Regions from separate parts of the Sus scrofa genome. Here regions 1 and 2 are each linked to region 3. The links are chromatin contacts, called in public HiChIP or PLAC-seq maps. All regions are on one chromosome and are shown on one strand. The core of a region is the stretch at or near the end of the contact, and the rest is flanking DNA. Distances in the headings are between cores, read along the strand shown. Region 1 has its middle 430 kb from the start of IRS1. Region 2 has its middle 340 kb from the start of IRS1. Region 3 overlaps IRS1 (insulin receptor substrate 1).

What was found. HiChIP or PLAC-seq counts read pairs in DNA pulled down with a chosen protein or histone mark.
Region 1: an H3K27ac HiChIP or PLAC-seq map of skeletal muscle shows a contact between it and region 3. The contact joins two enhancer-like sites. A contact is called at or near these places in 1 of 47 Hi-C or Micro-C datasets (skeletal muscle) and 1 of 2 datasets of contacts at active chromatin or transcription factors (skeletal muscle).
Region 2: a contact with region 3 is called in an H3K27ac HiChIP or PLAC-seq map of skeletal muscle. The contact joins two enhancer-like sites. A contact is called at or near these places in 1 of 47 Hi-C or Micro-C datasets (skeletal muscle) and 1 of 2 datasets of contacts at active chromatin or transcription factors (skeletal muscle).

Annotation. Positions count from the first base shown.
Region 1 is chr15:127,877,309-127,880,008 of Sscrofa11.1, reverse strand. No RefSeq gene overlaps it. Among named protein-coding and RNA genes, the nearest start is that of IRS1, 430 kb to the left of the region's middle. Within about 2 kb of position 1,443, at least 2 of the 83 cell types and tissues checked have an H3K27ac peak or open chromatin away from gene starts, as enhancers often do. A contact at or near this core is called in skeletal muscle, where this site is marked.
Region 2 is chr15:127,964,895-127,967,740 of Sscrofa11.1, reverse strand. No RefSeq gene overlaps it. Among named protein-coding and RNA genes, the nearest start is that of IRS1, 340 kb to the left of the region's middle. Within about 2 kb of position 1,325, at least 2 of the 83 cell types and tissues checked have an H3K27ac peak or open chromatin away from gene starts, as enhancers often do. A contact at or near this core is called in skeletal muscle, where this site is marked.
Region 3 is chr15:128,251,826-128,254,659 of Sscrofa11.1, reverse strand. The region is part of intron 1 of IRS1 (insulin receptor substrate 1); the gene reads left to right. Among named protein-coding and RNA genes, the nearest start is that of IRS1, 54 kb to the left of the region's middle. Within about 2 kb of position 1,424, at least 15 of the 83 cell types and tissues checked have an H3K27ac peak or open chromatin away from gene starts, as enhancers often do. A contact at or near this core is called in skeletal muscle, where this site is marked.

The DNA of each region.
Region 1 (2,700 bases), core at 194-2,693, 370 kb after region 3:
CCAGCAGGGCATTGACTTGATTTAGAACTGAGCCGCACACCTGTTCTTCTAAATATAAACAAATTTGCAACCTGAACCATTGGCAGTTGCTGGAGGGTAAGCAAATGGAAGCCTGGGCTGGTGCCTGCCTGCAGCCTGGCTCTGGACTTACCAATGCACAAGGGCCAAGTAAGCATCATGCCAGGCAGAATAGCTGGTATGGCAATCTGGTGGTCACAGTGACCTTTTATCTCACCAGGGAGATTATAATTATTAGCTTTATTATCCTTATTGTTATTTTTAAATGTGCTTAGTTTGCTCTTGCGGCTCAGCTTGTACCCAGCTTGTTGAGCATTCCGGGTCCTCTTGGTTTCTATGTGTGAAAGTTTCCTAACTTGCTGTGTTTGGAGAAAGCTCATCCTAAAAGAAATTGTTTGCTACACTCCAGAACATAAAATTAAATCTATAATGTATTTTCATTTTCTGTGTGAAACTCTGTCCAGGTTCTAGAGTTCCTGGCTATTCAAAGTATGTGATGACTTCTTGATACTACGATGTCTCTTTCCATTCTCACTCAGAGGGAAAGAAACCACACGGGGGTCCTTGGAAACATTCCACATTATCTTTAACTGATGGGATACTCCAGAGGTGATGCAAATGTAAGTAGCCCCGTGGCAGGCATGCTATGGTGAGGATGACGGAGTTGTACAAACTTGAGAGACTTGATTGATCTGATTGGCCAAAGCTCTTAATATGGTCAGATTATGATAATCAGTTGGTTCTCAAAGCTATTTATTTATAGAATGAGCAGAGAAGTCTCTCAATTTTCTTTCAAAATAATTGTTGGAGTTCCTGTCATGGCTAAGTGAAAAAGAATCTGACTAGCATCCATAAGGACGCAGGTTCAATCCCTGGCCTTGCTCAGTGGGTTAAGGATCCAGCATTGCCATGAGCTGTGGTATAGGTCACAGACACTGCTTGGATCTGGCGTTGCTGTGGCTGTGGTATAGGCTGGCAGCTGCAGCTCCAATTCGACTCACAGCCTGGGCACCTCCATGTGCCGGGGGTGTGGCCCTAAGAAGACCAAAAAAAAAAAAAAAATTCCTATGCAATTGCAAAAAATTTGCATGTTGAAAATTTTGAATAGGCATAAAAGCACCTCAAAATAAAACCATTGCCATCTTTTGATTTGCTTATATGTTCCCCCAATGCCAACCTGGTAATTTGATGAATTCTACTAAAATATCTCCTAGCGTGAATAAATATATTGAATTCTTGGGGTAAATCCTAATTGTGTACGGTGAGGTGTTACATATTTAGATGTAGAGATCAATGTATAAATGTAGATTGATCTAGCTGAGATGGTGACAGAGCTGTAATTCAATTCTCCCTTTGAGAGAACCTACAAAGAGTCATTGGCAGACAGCCTCAGCTGCTGCTATTTGGATTGACCTTACCGTAGCCATGCTTTCCCTGGTCTGTTATCAGCCAATGACTGTGCATAGCAGGAAGATCAGAGCTGGGACATTCCTGCTCCTTCCCATCCTCCACCTTGAGGATAAGTCAAAATAACATACAGCCCAACGGAATGGTGGAGTTTAATGCCACCATTAAAGACCTAAAAGATAGTGTTCTCTCTCCATCATGTCCTTTTAAATTTTAATGTATTTTTTATTAAAGTGTAGTTGATTTACAATGTTGTATCAATTTTTGCTGTACAGCATAGTGACCCAGTCACACACATATATACATTCTTCTACTCATACTTTTTTCCATCATGTTCTATCCCTAAAGATTGGATACTTCCCTGTGCTGTGTAGTGGAATCTCATTGCTTACCTATTCTAAATGTAATACTTTGCATCTACTAACCCCAAACTCCTCATTCATCCCACTCCCTCCCCTTCCCCCTTGACAACCAAAATTCTGTGAGTATGTTTCTATCTTATGGATCGTTTCATTTGTACCATATTTTAGATTCCACATGTAAGTGATGTCATATGGTATTTGTTTTTCTCTTTATAACTTACTTCACTTAGTGTGAGAATCTCTAGTTGAATTCATGTTGCTGCAAACTGCATTATTTCATCCTTTTTTATGGCTGAGTAGCATTCCATTGTATACATGTACCACATCTCCTAATCCATTCATCCGTCAAGTTTCATGTAGTTCATCATTCTGGACCCTGCAGAAACTGAATGAATCCTGAAGAATGACTATAGACTACCACAAACACTCAAATAGCTCAATGACAGCTGCTGTATTGGGTGTGGTATCATTGCTAGAAATTTATAAGGTCTAAGGTAGATTGCATACGGCCACTAATTTGGTGAGTGCGTTCTTTTTTATTCCACTCAGAAGAGAAAGACAGAAACAGTTCACATTCATAAGGACTACACAACAATAATTATAGTTTTTCCCAATGCTATGTTAATTCTCTTCCTCTTTCACAAAGACACAAATCCATCTGTATATCCTAAAGAACATCATGTTGCTACCATATATCAAATGTGTCATGTCGAGCAGGCTGAGCAAGAAGTGCTTAGAATGCTGGAGACCTCTATGAGATAAAAACACTCTAGAGGGTGGGAGGTAAACTCAGTGATGAATCCGGGACCTATCTCTTTAGTAAACATTTAGGAATCCAGTTGTCAGGAGATTTACAGTACATAACCTCCAAAGTATAAGTTAATTGGCTACATCTTGTGCTCCCTACTACTAA
Region 2 (2,846 bases), core at 76-2,575, 290 kb after region 3:
TAGACGATGGAGAGTCCAACTCTAGAGCACATGGCTTCTTGAAATTTCAAGGTAGCACCATTTTCTGGAGAAGTGGCCTGTGTTTTCCAAAGGTGCAGAACCAAAAGGCTAGCACTCACTAAGCCATGGTGTAATCCAAAGTATAGGAGGAGTTTTCTAGCGACTCAGTGGACTAAAGATCTGGCATTGTCACCACTATGGCTCAGGTCACTGCTATGGCGTGGGTTTGATCCTTGGCCCAGGAACTTCCACATACAGGGGGTACAGCCAAAAAAACAAACAAACAAATGAAAAACAAAAAACAAAACCAAACAAAGTTAAAAAACCTTTTAAAAAATAATGTTTAGGGGATTTCTCAAGATATTTATTTGCCTGTTTGCACATAGATGTCCATCTTCACAATGCAGCAAGACACATGCATACAATTTAGCATTTAGCTTCAATTACCGGCTGTGGTTCTTGTTCTGGTATTCTTGATAAATGTTTTGATTAAATAATTTTAAAACTGTCTAGTAGCTCCTTATCTATTTAGAATTCTTTTTTTTTTTTGGTCTTTTTGCCTTTTCTAGGGCCGCTCCTGCGGCATATGGAGATTCCCAGGCTAGGGGTCTAATCAGAGCTGTAGCCACTGGCCTACACCAGAGCCACAGCAACACGGGATCCCAGCCGTGTCTGAAACCTACACCGAAGTTCACAGCAACGCTGGATCCTTAACCCACTGAGCAAGGGCAGGGACCGAACCCGCAACCTCATGGTTCCTAGTCGGATTCGTTAACCACTGAACCACGATGGGAACTCCTATTTAGAATTCTTATGTGGCAATGACATATATTGCAACACAGGTAAAAATTAAGAATTGAAAATGCTGTTAGTAGCCAAACAACAGCAGCAAACAAAAACTTAGCTATGATTCAACTAAACACACAACTGTAAAACACTCTTATGCATATGGCAATCCATTGGTCTTGGTGGTAAGGGAATAACCTGGTCTCTGTTCTCAAGGTAGGCTTATGAAGTTTGACCTTACACACAATTGGCTCCTCTTTCATTAGAGCTTATTAATTTCAATTTCTTAGAGGAGCAGGGTATACCAATGTCCCAGGTGACACTTAGCTCCTTCCAATTTAGCTCTGGAGCCCTTTTCCAGAGTATAAATGTCAGTACCTTACGCATGGCACTTGAGAATGCCTCCTGAGCACAGGAGGGCTTGTGTAATTCAGCCAATCCTCTTCTTTGGATTTGCTTCAATACAGACAGGACCTTTGTGGTGATAAGTGCATGGCACACTTCTCAACGCGTCTCCGTGACAGAGACGCAGTTTGGATTTTGGCGTCACTAGTTCTCTGGTTCTGTTCCTCCAGGGTCACATGAGTCTTTGGTATTTCTGTCTCCTGGGAGCTGGCATGACAAGTATACATTTGGCCTTAGTGTGTGGTTACATGAGATCACTGGTCCCCATGTGGACATGGGGTGAATTCTCTCAAGTTCCTGTAAGGATAAGTGCAGTGCATTTTGGCTACATGATAAGGTTAAGATGCTCAAGGAGATTCTCCCTCACACTGGCATAACTGAGTACTCAAGAAAGGGAGTTAGATCTACAAAATAGAAACAGACTCAGGAGCATAGAGAATAGACTTTTTGTTGCCAAGGGGGAAGGAGGAGGGCGTAGGATGGATGGGAATTTGGGGTAGGTAGATGCAAATTATTATAGTGAGAATGGATAAGCAATGAGGTCCTACGGTACAGCACAGGGAACTATATCCAATCTCTTGGGATAAAACATGATAGAAAGTAGTATGAGAAAAATCATGACTGGGTCATTAAGCTGTAAAGCAGAAATTGACACAACATTGTAAATCAACTCTACTTTAATAAAAATAAAATTCAAAAAAATAAAGGGTGTTGGAGATCAACCAGTGCTTCCCCCACTGAGACGTGGTCCAGCTGTGATTTGAATAATCACAGAGATGCGTGTTGGTAACTTGAGGGGGAGCAATAAATAGCATCTTTCTTCCCCTCCTGAGATTGGAATGAATGAAAAGATGGGCACTGGAGTCAGACTAATGGGGATAAAAATATCACTCTTATGATTTTCGATAAACTGCCAGACATTGGGTCTTAAGGGTTATAGAAGGTGGCTCCTGCTATGATTGCTAATGATATCCACCTCCTGGTCTCCTGGAATGAATGTCCATGTGTAATCCTCTCCCCCTGAGTGTGAGCAAGACCAAGTAACTTGCTTTAATGATAAAATATGACAAAGGTGATGATTCTGGATGTAAGATTATAGCTTCCACCTTGTCAGCAGGCTCTGTTTACTGCCTCTCTCCCTCCCTGGCTTTGATGAAGCAAACTGGAGACACTCTCCAAGTGACAAGAAATTGAGGGCTGCCTCTGGACAACAGTGAATGAATGTTGAAGCTCTCCATTCAATATTCCGCAAGAAACTGATTTTTATCAACAATTGTATGAGCTCTGAAACAAATATTTCTCCAGTTGGGACTTCAGATGAGACCTCAGCTCTGGCTGACACGTTGATTGCACCCTTACGAGAGATCCTGCAGCAGAGGGTCCAGATAAGTAGCCACATCAAGATTCCCAACCCACAGAAACTGTTGTGAGATAGTACATTGTTTTAAACTGCTAAGTTTGGGGCAATTTCCCCCCTAAGCAATAGATAACTAATACAGGTGTGTCTTCTGAGCAAGCTTGCTAATATTCCGCTCCTAAAGTAAATAAATATACCGATTTTCTCTCTGGAGCAACTACATACTTCATCCTCTATAGCTTCTAGAAAGAGAGAAGACAATCAGCCTTTGTTAGGCAGGTGGATTCCAAATAAGCTG
Region 3 (2,834 bases), core at 175-2,674:
GTTTAACAGAAAAAGTCAAGGCAGGGCGCCTGGGTCTGCTTGATTTCCTTTTGCCTCATGACAGAAACGGTATTGCAAACACCTTTTGCTAAACCTACACCACATTGCAAACCAAGTTGTGATGTTATTTGAAGTCTACCGGTTTGTGTCAGAGCCAGACACATAAAACTTCTGTCCTGTATTTCTGAATATTACAAAAACAAACAAACAAAAAAAACCCCAAAAAACCTGATGTGAAATGACAGTATAAGCCTCAGAACTGGAATTTTAATTCCTGTTGGGGAAAATAGACGGCAGAAATAATTCCCATGAAAGCAGAAGAAAGCGCGACTTTTATGACTTTCTTACTCGGGTCGGGAAGATGATATCATGTTATTTTCAGGTCTTCAGGTAACAGTTGATTTTGGTTGAGCTCTGTTAAAATGAAAGCTTCCTTTCCCCCAGCACATGTGGCCTGACTTGAAATGCTGCATTGTTTTTTCTGAGTTCCTCTACCTTGACTGTCAGGTATGTGGGGACATATTAGAATTTTGCCAGAAGAGTTCCCGTTGTGGCTCAGCAGAAACAAAGCCCGACTAATATCCATGAGGATGTGTGTTTGATCCCTGGTCTTGCTCAGTGGGTCAAGGATTTGGTGTTGCCGTGAGCTGTGGTGTAGGTCCCAGACTCGGCTTAGATCCTGCATTGCTGTGGCTGTAGCAGCTGCAGCTCTGATTCAGCCCCTAGCCTGGAACTTCCATAAGCCATGGGTGCGGCCCTAAAAAGCAAAAAATAACATAAAAAAAACGAGTTTAGGCAGAAGAGAGATCTGAGACATTTTGATTTACATTTCGGGGGGAGATGTTTATGGGGTTGACCCCCCATTTGCTTCATCTTTCAGTTACCTTTTGCTTTATCAGCATGCTCTGTCTTTCATAAAAGGAGTGGTAACAGAAGTGCCTATCCTTTGGCTTAAACGATTTCTGATTGGTTATTCAGATTTCCTTACTAGATCAGTGGTGGAATACTTGCATTGTTGAGGACGCTCTGTCGTTGTTCTTGAAATCTATCTTCTCTGTGAGTCCTGGCCCTCCGAAAAGTTTCTGGACCCTCCTCCTGCCTTTTGTTGCCGGGGAAGGAGGAGTCCTTGGTGCTGGACCGCAGCAGGAGCCCGGAGCCTGCAGGCGTGGTGGTTGGCTCCTGGGGTCCTCCCTCTCCCTCTCTTTCTTTTGCATAATACATGTGCCTTCCTTCATTGGTGGTCCCCTGAAGTCACCAGCCCTGCCAGAAGGTCTTTCCTGGGACAAAAGGGGAACTGGAGCGAGATGGCCTCTCACATGTTGGCACCTCTCCCTGAATTTCCTTCCTTGGCAACTCTGTGCGCTGGAAGGGCTGGCCAGCAACCTTGTTATTTTCACCAGCCCTGCCCATGTGACTCGCACCAGGCAAAAGTGCTATGTAAGCAGCTCCATTAAAGCACTGGCTTGGCCGGTCGGTTACCCTTTGCCATTTAAGACCATGAAACCAAGTCTTTCCAGCTCAATTCTGGCCTATTTTAAAAGATGTTGGTTTCCTTTCTTTAGCTACGATGGCCCTCTCCTCCTGTCAACATAAAGTAGCAAACATCTTGGTCTCACCTCTGACTTTCTTTCTTTAGTTCAACTAGATCTTGATTTTTTTCTTTTTTCTCTTTGGGGATAATGGCCGGAAAGCTTTAAAACAGAATGCTTTTTCACTATTTAGATCTGAGCTTTTGCAGAGTCTCAGCTTGCCCCCACACTTCCCAGCCGTACCCTGGGAAGAGCAGAGCAGTTCCCCTTGGCCCGCACTTGAAGCTCTCTGGATTGAACGTGCATTTCCTTTTTCCTCGGGTGGTCACCACAGCCAACACCTGGGCTGGGCCTGCTGCTTTCTCCTTAGATGCTACCGTTGAAACCACATAGTGGAAGCCAAGCTCTAAGGCAGGAAATTCCTTTCATAAAAGGTTTGACTGTCCATCAGGTGGGTCCGTGCTTTCACCTATCCATCCAAGACTGCGTGGTAAATGTTAAAATGAGGAGCACTGGTATACTACCAGAACTATCAATGTATTTGATACTGATGATTGGAGAGAAATTACTGGGCCCATTTTTCAGACGTCAAGTACTCCGAGAAACAGAGTACTTTTGCAGTGTTTTTATAAGGTGTTTTCTTACAGGTAAGCATTGTAGGAGACTTGGTCAGCTCTAAATCAGTGGTGCTGTGAATTAATTGCATTAGCATCAAAGAGGTGGCTGAAGAAATGATCTGTGGTCATAGGTAACGGTATACAGTGGAATACAATTGTGTGAAGTAAGGAATCAACGGACCTGGGAAGACAGCATATAGAGAGATGTCATAGGCGCTCTATGCTTAGCATCCTGCAAGGCGCAAAGGTACCCACCGCCTCTCTGCTCTCACATCCGTTCCACCTTTTTTCTTCTTCAAATCCCAGCTTAAGGTAACCTCCTCCTTGTAGAAGAGTCCCCCCTGCCCCACCTTCCTGGCTCTTCTGCATACTTTGCCTGTGCCCTTCCCTTCAGGACTTAACGCTTTGGGAAACCAAACCCAGGAAGCCAGAGGGTTTTTTTCTCCTTTCAAACTGTCCTACTTCTCCATATACATAGTGAATTGGGAGCACGCGAAAGGATAGAATACCAGGAAGTTGCAAGAGTTGGTTGACATTTTATCTTCTCACAGATTTTTTTTTTTCAGAACGGGAAAGATCTACATAGGATTAAAACATTAACTCTCTGCTTAAACATTTTTGACATTAACTATAGAATATTCAAAGTTCAAATCCTTTAAATAGTGAAATCAGAACCATAGCTGAAACG